Linked DNA regions of Mus musculus: regions 1 and 3 are each linked to region 2. A link is a contact called in public ChIA-PET and HiChIP or PLAC-seq data. All regions are on one chromosome and are shown on one strand. The core of a region is the stretch at or near the end of the contact, and the rest is flanking DNA. Distances in the headings are between cores, read along the strand shown.

Region 1 (4,323 bases), core at 55-2,554, 360 kb after region 2:
CAGCTTCCGGATCACCCTCCGCTGAATGTTTGAGGCTAGTCTAGGATGCAGAGATCAAGCCACGAACAACAAACAATCCCAACAGCACTACGAGGACAGACCCCTTGACTGATCCTTGCTTTTCTCGTCTGCTAGCTTTTCTCTTGATCTTCCTTCTTTTGGAAAGTTCTTCCCCATCTATCCACAAGCATGCCCCTTTACTTCTGTCTAGTCTTCTTGACTCACATGTTTCATGATGTGCCCTTTGCTGATCAAATTCATCCTTCTTGTCTATTTCCTTGCTTGTTTTCTCTGTAGCACTTAATCCGATCTGCTAAAAATGATGCTTGCTGCCTTCCCGTCCCAGCTACGTGATCTTGAATGGGTTCTTGTCCATTGCATTTGCATCTGTATTCTCAGTGTCTGGAAGTAATAGGTGCTCAGTGAACGTGGATGGAATGAAAAGGGGAACTCATGGCTAGTTTGTTGTGATATCACTGTGGCTGGGTGTCATTTTGGGAAAACACAGGTGCTATAGGTCCTGGGATGCAAGGAGCCAAAGGCTCCAGGTACCCCTGTGGAACCTTGCTTTTTGTTTTGTGCACTATACAGGTGTCTTACAAATCTAAGACTTGAGGGTGTGGCTTCCTGTGTCTCAGTCAGCCATAGGCAAGTCTTTCTCTTTTGAGGACTGTTGCCACGCGGTTTAGAAGGGATATGTTTTCAGTTTTGTTCTCTTTTAACTACTGAGGTTCACAGCTTTTGTTCCTAGCATGTGGGGACGGGAGTCATGCTGAAGTGGGCTAGTGGATTGTGTTTGTGGAGACAGACTGTCCTGCGGCTGAGGATCTGGGTCTGAGGGCAGCAGAGGCAGACACACCTGTTCAGTCAGTGCTCTGGGCTGGGGCTTTGGCACCCGGCAGAGGCAAGATAAGAACTGCAGATTAGAGGCCCAGAGGCTGTCTTCCTGCCTGTGTGGCTGAGGCCGTGCCTGGTAGAGCAGTATCTATAGCCCTCAGGACGGTGGCTGTGCTTCAGGAGTGAGGCAGGTGTTCTGTTTGTCAGAACAGAACTGCGTAAGTTGAAGGAGCCTGTACGGTAAGGTTCCTTTCTTTTCTCTATTTCCTTTCTCCTCCTCTTCATCCCTGACTTCCTTCCCCAATCTCATGGATCACAGGTTGGCTTCAGACTCACCGAGTATTAGAGAATGACTGAGAACTTTGGCTCTCTGGTCTCAGCCTCTCCTGCACTGCGTTACAGTGGTGTGCCACCCAACCCTGTGTTATGCATTGAGGATGTGGGGGGTATAAAATCAGGGCTTTGTGCACACCAGGCACTCTACCAACATCCAGAGCCCCCCCTCCCCCCAACTTTTTTGAGACAGCGTCTCATGTAGCCTAGACTAGCTTCAAACTTGCTATGTACTGACGTTGGCTAATCTTGAGACTGTCACTGCACTTGGCTCAGTTTATTTACTAAAATGTAACTTTTGAACTTTTACACACATGGCAGCTTTTTTTCTTCTCCCCTAGACAGGGTTTCTCTGTATAACATCCCTAGCTGTCCTGGAACTCACTATGTAGACCAAGCTGGCCTCAAAGTCACAGATATATATATACCAGCTTGGCAAATATATATTTGAATATATGAATATACAACTTTAGAGTGTTTGGAGACATGGATCAGCAGTTAAGAACATTTGCCTGTAACTCTAAGTCCAGAGGATCTGATGTCCTCCCTCTTCCGACCTCTGTGGACACTGAAACCACTCACTCACACATACATTTATATATATGTATATTACATAATCACATACATATATATATATAATACACACATACACACACACACACACTCTAGGTACAAAAAGCAGAAAAGCTTGTGAATTGTGTAAATCTAAGCTGGGACACACACACACTCTAGGTACAAAAAGCAGAAAAGCTTGTGAATTGTGTAAATCTAAGCTGGGGAAAGCTGGTACCCCAAGGCTTCACTGATGTTAGTGTAGTGTTTCTTGGGCAGGTCTCCTGGGGTCAGGAAGGGTTGCTGAGTAGAGTCTTGTAAGATCCAGGCTCAGCTAGAGCTCTTGAATGACAGTACATTGAATAAAGTTTTTTTTTTTTTTCTCTTTTGAGTTGGAACCCTGCTTTGTTACCCAGGAAGGCCCTGAATTTCTGGGCTTGAGAAATCCACCTGCCTGTTTCCAGACTAGCTGGGACTATAGATGTGTGTCACTTGGGTCGACTTAATAGAACATTAATTGCCAAAAGACAATGAATCGCAAGCACAGCCGTATGCATGGTAAGGCCTCGTGGTAAGTTCTTTAAAGCCTGTGGGCTGGCAAGATGGTTCAATGGACAGAGATGCTCAACACCAAGCCTGACAGCCTGAGTTCCATCTTTGGGACCCACATGGTGGAATGAGAGATCTGACTCTGGGAAGTTGTCCTTTGACCTCCACATATGCATCCTGATACGTGTTCCCTGCCCCCAACATTATATATAATAAACAGACAAATAAACAAATAGACAAATAAATAAGTAGAATGTAATAGAACCTGGTTCTTGGGCCACTTAATGGCAACTTTAGAGAGAGGACTGTAGATCTTTGAAAGCCTCAGTTTCTCCCCCTGCAGAGAGACATTGCTTCTGAGCTCCTTGTCCTCCCTGCTGTTCTTTGAGTGGGGGAAGGGCAGCTTTTGCTTCCAGGATGCCATCCAGTTGGCCTTGTCTGGACTTCACTGTTTCCTTGCAGAGAGAGGCCAGGCCTCAAGCCCTTCCTCTGCTCTGACCTCCAGCGACCCTCAGACCACTTGTTGATTCCCTCAGAAGGCCCTTTCTCCTGCTGGCTTCTACCCTTCTGGTTTTCCAACAACCTCTGCCACCATTTCTCCTTGTCCATGTCTGACTGCTCTTCGGTCTTCTGATTTCTCACTATCAGATGGCCTTGGGACCAAGGCTAGATCTCTTCTCTCCCACTTGGTATTCGTTCAGTCCCATGGATAGCTCAGCCTTATGGCTTTAAATAACATCTCAATAGTAGCCATCCTGTTTTTAATCTCTGGCCCTGGCCTTTCCCAACGTCCAGACTTTTAGTTTTTTTTTTTTTTTTTCATTTTTTTATTGAGACAGGGTTTCTCTGTGTATCCCTGGCTGTCCTGGAACTCACTCTGTAGATCAGGCTGGCCTCAAACTGAGAGATCCTACCTGCCTCTGCCTCCCTAGTGTTGGGATCAAAGTTATGCGCCATCACCACCCAGCTCATACTGATTGTTAAAAGATTTATTTTTATTCTCTCTCTCTCCCTCTGGCCATAAGAGGGTCTGAGACCTCTGGAATTGTAGTTGTAGCTCTTGTGAGATATTCCTCATATGTCCTAGGAACTGTGCTCAGGGCTTCAGGAAGAGCATCTCACTCTCCTAATGCTAAGCTCTAGCTCCACAAAGCACAGGCTCTTGTAGCACCTCAGACTGGTCCTCACCACTGCTCCATCTTTTCTACATCTCAGCTCCACAGGCAAACACAGACTTCTGTCCTTCCTCTCTGCTCATGTTCCCCGGCTTCTCTGGTGAAAGCAAGCTCATCTGTTTGACATCAAATCCTACTTTCCTCTTCCAGAATTCATCCAGTCTCCGACCACACCTCCTCAGTCTTGTGAGTTTTGCCTCTGTTCTGTTAATCTGATTATTCTGGTGATGTCCTTTTTTTTTGTTTTTGTTTTGTTTTTTCGAGACAGGTTTCTCTCTAGGGCCCTGGTTGTCCTAGAACTCACTCTGTAGACCAGGCTGGCCTCGAACTCAGAAATCTGCCTGCCTCTGCCTCTCAAGTGCTGCGATTAAAGGCGTGTACTACCACTGCCTGGCCCCTGGTGATGTCCTATCCAGCCTTCTTGACTCAGGAATATGTTCTGCGAGGCTCCAGAGGATCCTTTTTGTTTATTTTTTAAAAATCATTTTGTTTTATTATTTATTTAGTGTTTTTGTGTGTCCCATGGCATAAGAGTGGAAGTCGGAGGTCAGTTGTGTGACTTGGTTCTGGGGATAGAAGAACTCAGATCATTAGTCTCAACAGCAGGTACCTTTACCCTCTCGGCCATCTTACCAGCCCTAGAGTGTCCTTTTAAAATGCAGGAGAGACAGCTCATATCACTTCTTTCTCATCTAGCTCTGGCTCTACCACCTTAAAAGCCTGAGCCTAGCTCTTACTCTACCACCTTAAGAGCCCTTCTGTACTCTTTGGCCTTTTGAAGCCTCCACTCCCCGACCCCTAACACCTCTTCCCCCACCACCCCAAATAAATGGGAAGAAACTTTCCTCTTTTTGACAAGCTGTCCTCCTTGTCGTCC
Region 2 (4,475 bases), core at 497-2,996:
ACTTCCTGCTGCCCCTCTTTTCATCCGATATGCATACCACAAACTCTGGTCTGCTCAGTTCCTGGGGCTTCCTGGGTTTCCAAGTCTTATAGCAGGTAAAGTGGGCAGAGCAGGGATGAGAGCAGGAAAGCCCATCCTGATCATGAGGTGTGCTGCTGGCCTTGGTGGTGCAAAAAGGCCTCAAACCGAGTAGCTTCCTAGTTAGTCCTCTGTACTTGTTAGCTGTAGCAGCATAAGGTGAAACTTAAATACTGCCTTCACATTTTCAAAGATTTATTTATTTTATGTATGTGAGTACACTGTAGCTGTACAGATGGTTGTGAGCCTTCATTTGGTTGCTGGGAATTGAATTTTCAGGACCTCTGCTCACTCTGGTCAACCCCGTTCGCTCGGGTTGGCCCTGCTCGCTCAGTCCCTGCTTGCTTGGGCCCAAAGTACACTGTAGCTGACTTCAGACGCAACAGAAGAGGGCGTCAGATCTCATTACGGGTGGTTGTGAGCCACCATGTGGTTGCTGGGATTTGAACTCAGGACCTTTGGAAGAGCAGTCAGTGATCTTACCCACCAGCCCATTCACTTTTTTGGAGAATTTTTTTTTTTTTTTTTTAGTTTTCTAGAGACAGGGTTTCTCTGTGTAGTCCTTGCTGTCCTGGAACTCACTCTGTAGGTTCTCAAACTCGGAGATTCGCCTGCCTCTGTCTCCCAAGTGCTGGGACTGAAGGCGTGTGTCACCTACACCTGGCTGCTTTCACTGTATTTCCTGGCCATCACAATGATGAATATACAGCACAAGAAAGAACATGTGCAATAACTAGCTCTGACATCAGATTTCTAGGAACCAAGTGAGTGTATCCAAATGATGAACCTGGGTTTATAGGGGCCAGCCTGTCAAAGGGTAATTTTCGGCACTATAAACGTAATAGGGCTATTGAATTACAGAGAATGTTCAGTGGGTCAAGGTGGATGCCTGATAACCTGCCATCTCTTTCTAGATCCCTCAGGGTAGATCCTCTGACCTCCACAAGAACACCATGGCTAAAGGATGCCCACCCACATACACACAAAGAAATATAATGAATAAAAATAGAGAGAATTGCACAAACCATGATACAATTCATAAACAATGATTCTAAAACTGATTGCTACATAATCACACAGCTAAGCCAGCCCCTGCCAACAACGCCCCATGTCATTTATTTATCTTTGACAACATCGCATTATATAGTCCAGGCTAGTTTCGAACCCATGATCATCCACTCCAGCCTTCACGCTTCAGTTTTTAATTTATATTTATTTGTATCATTTTTGTCATTTTATAGTGAGAACTCTTAGGCTGGAATATGTAGCACAGTTGTTTAGCATCCTTGAAGCCCCACGTTTGATCTCCAGCTCTGTGTAAACTGGGTGTGGTAGCATAAACCGGTAACGCAGACACTTGCACTCAGGAAGTAAAAAGATCAGAGGTCAAAGGTCACTCTTTGTTACATAGTAAGTTAAAAGCCAGCCTGGACCAACCCCCTTCCATAAATAAACTAAAAAGTTTCAGTTGCCTGCTTACCCTTCAGTCAAAGAACACATAAAGGGAGTTCAATTTGCAAATCTAGGTATAAATCTAAATGACCTGCGGGTTATAATTTTGTACCACTAGGGGGCATCATTGTCCAGAAAATGGTCCGCGAGGGGCTGGACAGGAAGTGTTGCTGAGCAAGAGTTGTCCTAGAGGCTGGCCTGTCCTCTTAGGAGGCTACCTCCCACTCTGTCCTCACCCACTTCTCTCTCCAGCTGTCCCCAGGAGCTTGATGAGCACGGCAAAGGCTGAGGCTACCGTCAGGAATGCAGAGCCTCAAGTGGACAACCTCAGTACAAGACGTAGGAGCCACACGGGCTTGCTCAGCAAGGAATGCCATCCGAAACAGAGCCAAGTCCTTCCAGCAATGCCCCATCCGAAACAGCCAAATCCTTCCAGCAAGCTACATAGGTCGAGCACCTTCTCAGCCCAGGTATCTTGACAACTCCTCTCCCTGATCCATTTTAAAGTTTTGTGTGTATGTGTGTACACAGATGGAGACCTGAGGAGGGTCTCCTTGATCTCCTTTTGACTTACTGAGGTCTCTTGCTGAACCCAGAGCTTGTTGATCTTGGCTCAACTCCTTGCCCTGTCTTTATAATCTGCTAAATCCATGCGAGGCTGCCACAGCTGCCTGGGTTTTATGTGTTCTGAGCATCCCAGTTCCTTCTGGTCCCCACACTTTATCTGCTGAGCCATCTCCTTTGGCCCGCAGCTTCACCTTGCTGAGGCAGGCTGTGTAACTTAGTCTGCTCGATGACCACCACAGCCTGCTTCAGTCTTTTCCCTTTTGAAGCTCTTCAAACTCACAGCTCTTAAGAAAGCAAAGGGGTCCCCAGGGCATATTTTAAGCCCAAAGTAAAACCAACCCCTAAGGGCTCGCCATGGAAAACTGTCCACCAGAGGAGTCCCCCTCCCTCTTGTTGTCCTTCTTCTTTTATAGATTTATTTATTTGCTTATTTCATGTATAGGATTGCTCAGGTGTTCATGCACACCAGAAGAGGGAATCAGATTCCATTATGCATGGTTGTGAGCCACCTTGTGGCTGCTGTGAATTCAACTCAGAAGAGCAGCCAGCCTCTTAACTGCAGAGCCATCTCTCCCTTAACCTGATCAGAAACCAGCTGCATGGGATTGATCGCTCAGGAGAGTAGACCCTTCCCTTCTGCTGTCAATCACGATGGAGTCCTGGACTTGACAATGGCTGCCCAGGAAATCACCCAACATTTCAGTAGACAACTAACAACGCTATTCAGAATATGAGTTTTGTCAATCATCCATGACCCCTTAGCTGATAGAGAAGGGCAGGGCTCCCGGGGAGAATGGACACTGAAAATGTTTGCAGTGACATCAGTTTCTTTGAAACATCCCAAAGTCCATGGGGAGGGAGCAGGTCCAGTAGAGGTCGTTCCTTCAGACACACTGTGGGTGGTGTCTGCCAGAGCTGGTCAACTGTGGGGCTGGTAGGGGATCCCGGAGGACTGAGACTCCACAGCAGCACCCTGCCACCCTCCGACTCTGCCACCTGCCCCGGAGCAGCTAAGCCAGGGGTCCCTCCATTCTTCTGTCACCCGACCCAGGTAAATAGAAGAAAGTATCAGCTTTGCCACATCTCCTGACTCTTAACCTCAGGTTGGTTGCAGGAATATCCCCAAGCTCCTCGTGTATTTCCTAAGTGTGTTCCTAAGGTCTGAACGGCGACTTAGCTGGGCTCCGCTAACTGAGATGTGTTACAAGAGGAAGGACCAACAAATAAGCAATGTGTCAACCAGAATATAGTCCCAAGGTCCAATTCTCTTGCAGCAGATCTCACATTCCACATGGCAAGAACTCATTTCCGGTTTGTTTGCTTGTTTACTTGGGTTTTCGAGACAGGGTTACTCTGTGCAGACCCGGCTGTATGGGAACTTACTTTGTAGACCAGGCTGGCTTCAAAGTCATAAGCCCTCTTGCCTCTGCCTCTCAAATGCTGGGATTAGAGTTGTGCAGCATCTCAATGGGCTAGACATTCCTAATTTTAAAACATTTAAATGTGTGTGTGTGTGTGTGTTCGTGCATGCTGATGATGTCACGGTGTGCTTGTGGAGATCAGGCGACAATCTGTGAGAATGGGTTCTCTCCTTCTATCATGTGGGATTCAGGGCTAGACTCTCAGATCTTCAGGCTTACAGGTAAGCACCTTTAACCACAGAGCAATTTTACTGTGCTCAATGCAAAGATTTTAAGAGTAAATGTATTCATGAGAGTGAGCAGGCCCTACTGACCACCACCAGCCCAGATCTGCTTTTGTTTGGTTTTTGTTTTATCTTGGTAATTTTCTGGCTTAAAGTTTTATGGCAGAGAGCAACGTTCTTTGCATCCACCCTATCACAAACAGCTAAAGAACTCTTCCTTAAGTCAATTCCTTAGATGATGGTCTCCTTTTTAATTATGCATATTTGCCTCCCCCCTCCCTCCCTCCCCTTCTCCCTTCTCCCTCTCCTGTCCTGTCCTGTTCTGTCCTCTCCTCTCCGGTATCTACCTGTCTCTACCTCCCTAGTCCTGGAACTAAAGGCTGGGATAAAGCCACTGTGCCTGGCTTTATTTTTCTTTTATAATTTTTTTTATATTTATTGACTTTATGTGTATCAGGGTTTGCCTGTGCGTATGAATATGTACTATGTGTAAGCCTACTTAAGTTTGATACCCACAGAGGTCAGAAGAGGGCATTGGATTTCCTGGAACTGGGGTTAGGGTGGTTGTAAGCCAGCAGGCGCTGTGATCCTGTGCAAGAGCAGCGAGTGCTTTTGACTGCTATGCTAGCCCTTGTCTCCAGCCCTGGTCCCTTCCTTGAGTGGCCTCTTCATGAGAACTTGACATACAATGTCAGAAGCTACTCTGCTCTGCTGTCTCTTACTTTCCCCAGAT
Region 3 (3,889 bases), core at 57-2,556, 290 kb after region 2:
AGTAAGAATATGGCATCACTGATGCTGAGTGTGGCTTGAACTGTGGGGGTCTTGCTTCAAAAGTTTCAGAGGAGAAGAATGTTAGTATATGGCCTAAGACTGTTTTTGGTGAAGAATATGGCTACTTTTTGTTGTCTGAAGAGTCTTCCTAAGGAATCAGATTAATTGCATTGACAAAGGAAAGTCTCATAAAAGCCCATACTTATAGTGACACACTTCTTTCAACAAGGCCACACCTACTCCAACAAGGCCACAACTCCTAAGAATGCCACTCTCTGAGTCAAGTACATTCAAACCACCACAGAGCATCTCGCCACCCCACTTCCCCATCCTTTTTTTTTTTTTAAAGACAAGGTCTTGTGTACTCCACGCTGTCTCTAAGCCCCCTGAGATATCATTGCTAACCTTGACCTCCTGATTTTCTTGCCTCTACTTTCCAAGAGCTGTGATTACAGGTGTGCACAAGCCGATTTATGTGAGTTGCTTAGATCAGATTGGCCTATGGGCATGTCTGTGGGAAACTGTCTTGATTAATGATGGATGTGGGAGGGCCAACCCACTGTTGGCAGAACCATTCCCCAAGTAGGCGTTTCTGGGTTGTCTAAGAGGCTGGTTAAGTTAGAGCCTTGACAGAGAGGAGTAAGCCAGCAAATGAACCAGCAAGCATCATTCCAGGGCAGCCAGGGCTACACAGAAAAACCCTGTCTCAGAAAACCAAAACTACAACAACGACACTTCATCAGACTGTTACCACATTGGAACATGGAATTTGTGGTGACTTAAATTTTTGTTCCTGGGTCATGATCACTCAGATTTGACTCCAGAATAAAGTATCTCCTATTTCCTGTGAGATTTTTGTGTGTTTGTTTTTGTCTGCTCAGTACATAAGTTTGTATCCTACTTAAAACTGAATACTTTCCTGATCATAACTACTGTTAGCTCAGTCTGTGATCCATAGTTGCTCCCAGCTGGAAATGGGTATTTGGAGTGATCCTTGGGGCAGAAAGGTGGGTTTCTGAAAAGCCAGATGAGCCTTGATTGTAGCTAGAGGCAGGGTCTGAGGAGGGTGGGGACAGAGAAACCAGCTCAGCGACTTCTTGTTCAGGCTTTGGAATGCTTGAGCTTCTGTCATCTAGCAGCCTCGGCACTGGCCAGATTGCTCCTTTGTTGAGGGTCCCTTTCTCATGCCAGGTTCCTGGGATGTGGGAGGAGTCTCACATCAGCTGTGGCTGAAAGAAGATCCCTGCCAGTGAATGGGCAGGAGCCACACCCAGCCGAGGTAAGTTGAAGTGGGAGGGACCTCGGTGGAGTGAGTCACACTTGAGTCACCCCAAAGTGACTCAGAGCCGGGAATGGAATCTCCTGCTGGGAGGACAGTGGGACAGGAAATTCCAGCTGGCTGAAGGGAGGGATAAGGGCTAGGGATGTCGAATGCCAAGTTTATGAACAAAGGGGAGTTTGAGGAGCAGGGAGAGGAACCCTCAGAACTTGCCAAACAGGAAGTCATATCTGGACAGCAGGTGGGGGCAAGGCAGCTTGCCCCCACCTGCTAATGATCCGGGGTCCAGGTGAGAAGTCGAGAGGGCCTGAGTGCTGACCACAGTGCATAGACAAGGCACACCTCAGGCTCCATACTGGCCCAGGCCCCAAGGAACCTCCCATGCTAGTGTAATCCTCTCTTGCTGTCTACTATGGCCATTCGATCTCTTGAAGTCTTCCCACACCCAACCTGACACTCAACAAACCCTAGGGATGTATACTGGCAGTATGTCATTATGATGCTATAGTAGCTTTGGCTTTTTTTCTGTTTTCTTTTTTCCTTTTCTAAAGCTAAAGTGTCACTCTGTAGCCAAGGCTGACATGGTTGGGAACTCCCTATGGAGGCCAGGATAACCTAGGCCTCACAGGAATTCGCTTCTCTTTTGCCAGTGCCTCTTGGGAACTGGTATGCTACTAATCCTGGCTTAATGATTTTTTTTTTTTTTAAATGTAGGCTTTAGGAATGAAAACCTTCCTGTTTTCATTGTTAATACTTCTCCTTTGGTCTTTGGCTGGAGAGATGGTGTAGTAGAGCCCACACTGTTCTTACAGAGGATGAGTTTGATGCTCAGAGTCCATGTCGGATTTCTTACTATTGCCTGTAACTCCAGCTCCAGGAGGATCTGATGACCCCGCTGGCCTCGGTAGATACATGCACATCTTTTTGCTGTTGTTGCTTTTGAGACAGGATTTCTGTGTAGCCTTGGCTATCCTGGAACTTGTTCTGTAGACCAGGCAATAATCCTATTTGTCAAAAATAAGATCACTACCACACTTTCAAGCCAAATTTGAAACAATCTTTAATTAAATACTGGCCAGGTTACTGGACTCTAGCCAGGCCCACACCTGAGTTTTAAGGAAAATGCTCCCAAGTCACAGTTTTCAGATGCTTAAAAAGGCAAACCCCACAATTGACCTTCTATCCATCAGGGGCAAGTGTACATTCTGATGTAATTCTTGCCCACATGGGATCAAGTCCATCTGGTGCAAATGGCTCAAACACACGTAGGACAAACAGGAATATATTCTTAATTGCAAACAGAACTCAACCTGTAAGGTCTATTTTTCCTGTTGTGGTCTCACACAGGTTGGCCTTGAACTCAAAGAGATCTGTCAGTCTCTGTCCCCGAGTGCTGAGATTAAAAAAGTGTACCACCACTGCCTGGTCAATTAAAAAAGAAAATTAAATCTTCTAAAAAATCTTTTAACTACATTTTAAAGTTTACTTTTATTTTATTTATTTATTTTGAGACAGGGTTTTACTATGTAGCCTTGGCTGGACTGGAATTCCTATATAGACCAGGCTGAACTCACAAAAAATCTATTTGCCTCTGCCTCCCTGAGTGCTGGAATTAAAAGCAGGTACCACTACATTAGGCCTAGCTTGTGTGTGTGTGTGTAAACGTGTGATGGTCAGAAGACAATTTGAAGAAGTCAGTCCTTTGGTTCTTACCTTCCACCAGGTGGTTTCTGGGAACTGGCTCCTATCATCAGGCTGAGCTGCAGGCACCTTAACCCAAGGGGCGGCCTGTTGGCCTTCGTCTTTGAGGTTTTTAGCTGTTGTTTTGAGACAGGGTCTCATGTGGACCAGGCTGGCCTCAAACTTGCTCTATGCTCGTAAATGCTGATCCAAATCTCCAGCGCTGATCTTGAGATTCTCTGATTTTCCAGCCTTCTCCTCCAATGTTCTGTGCCCGGCTTTTATCCTCGACTTTTAAAATTTAGGGGTGTGCACCACCAAGAAAATAGCCTCTGCTATCGCAGCCCATCCCCATCCCAAGCTGGTTTGGGGAGTAAATGAAAATGGGCACAGTAAAGAAACCAAAATAGCCAGTCCGTGGTTGAAAAGGGAAAAGTTTATTCCAAACTGCCAAGACTGTCTCCTGGGAAAGCAAAGAGAAGGGACAGGAAAGATTTTTCAGGGTTAAATGGGGATGGAAGAAAGGGGGCTTGTGAGCTGATGTGGGGCTCGTGAGCGGGGACTGTGGGAGCTTAGAGGTGTACTGACCTTGACAAGTTAATAGACAGTTTATTAACACAGTCATGGGTTAATAAAGGGCCATAAGTTCCTCATGCCAGAGATAAGGAGAATGACTCCTTTTTAGCAAGCAGGAACTTTCTTCAAGTCCCCAAGGAAATGGCTTTTGTCTACATGCTAGATCTTGGGAAAAGGACTTTCTTGGGAGACCAGACCGGGAGGCCTTCCATGCGTTCCAGCGTCTGTTTCTGTGAATCTCTGTTTTTATGACTGTGATGTGGGCTTTGTTTCCTCCAACAAGGCCACATCTCCTAAGCCTTTCCAAAGAGCATCACCAAGCAGGGACCAAACGTTTGGATGCCTAAGACTACG

What was found. ChIA-PET counts read pairs in DNA pulled down with a chosen protein or histone mark. HiChIP or PLAC-seq counts read pairs in DNA pulled down with a chosen protein or histone mark.
Region 1: an RNA polymerase II ChIA-PET map of memory CD8 T cells shows a contact between it and region 2, with 5 read pairs. The contact joins two enhancer-like sites. A contact is called at or near these places in 1 of 484 Hi-C or Micro-C datasets (embryonic stem cells) and 2 of 115 datasets of contacts at active chromatin or transcription factors (bone marrow-derived macrophages and memory CD8 T cells).
Region 3: an H3K27ac HiChIP or PLAC-seq map of embryonic stem cells shows a contact between it and region 2, with 8 read pairs. The contact joins two enhancer-like sites. A contact is called at or near these places in 1 of 39 promoter capture datasets (the HPC-7 cell line and HPC-7-derived erythroid cells), 6 of 484 Hi-C or Micro-C datasets (the G1E-ER4 cell line, the HPC-7 cell line, cortical neurons and 1 more), 3 of 115 datasets of contacts at active chromatin or transcription factors (embryonic stem cells and pancreatic cancer cells) and 2 of 9 other capture datasets (adipose tissue and pancreatic islet).

Annotation. Positions count from the first base shown.
Region 1 is chr6:72,992,622-72,996,944 of GRCm38.p6, forward strand. No RefSeq gene overlaps it. Among named protein-coding and RNA genes, the nearest start is that of Gm31547, 12 kb to the right of the region's middle. Within about 2 kb of position 1,305, at least 62 of the 459 cell types and tissues checked have an H3K27ac peak or open chromatin away from gene starts, as enhancers often do. A contact at or near this core is called in memory CD8 T cells, where this site is marked.
Region 2 is chr6:72,634,540-72,639,014 of GRCm38.p6, forward strand. All of the region lies in intron 4 of Tcf7l1 (transcription factor 7 like 1 (T cell specific, HMG box)), which reads right to left. It overlaps Gm15401 (predicted gene 15401), which reads left to right. Exons shown (of 5, transcript NR_040422.1): 4 at 1,783-2,000; 5 at 2,540-3,178. Among named protein-coding and RNA genes, the nearest start is that of Gm15401, 7.5 kb to the left of the region's middle. Within about 2 kb of position 1,747, at least 128 of the 459 cell types and tissues checked have an H3K27ac peak or open chromatin away from gene starts, as enhancers often do. A contact at or near this core is called in embryonic stem cells, memory CD8 T cells, myocytes and 1 more, where this site is marked.
Region 3 is chr6:72,925,680-72,929,568 of GRCm38.p6, forward strand. No RefSeq gene overlaps it. Among named protein-coding and RNA genes, the nearest start is that of Kcmf1, 28 kb to the left of the region's middle. Within about 2 kb of position 1,307, at least 175 of the 459 cell types and tissues checked have an H3K27ac peak or open chromatin away from gene starts, as enhancers often do. A contact at or near this core is called in embryonic stem cells, myocytes and pancreatic cancer cells, where this site is marked.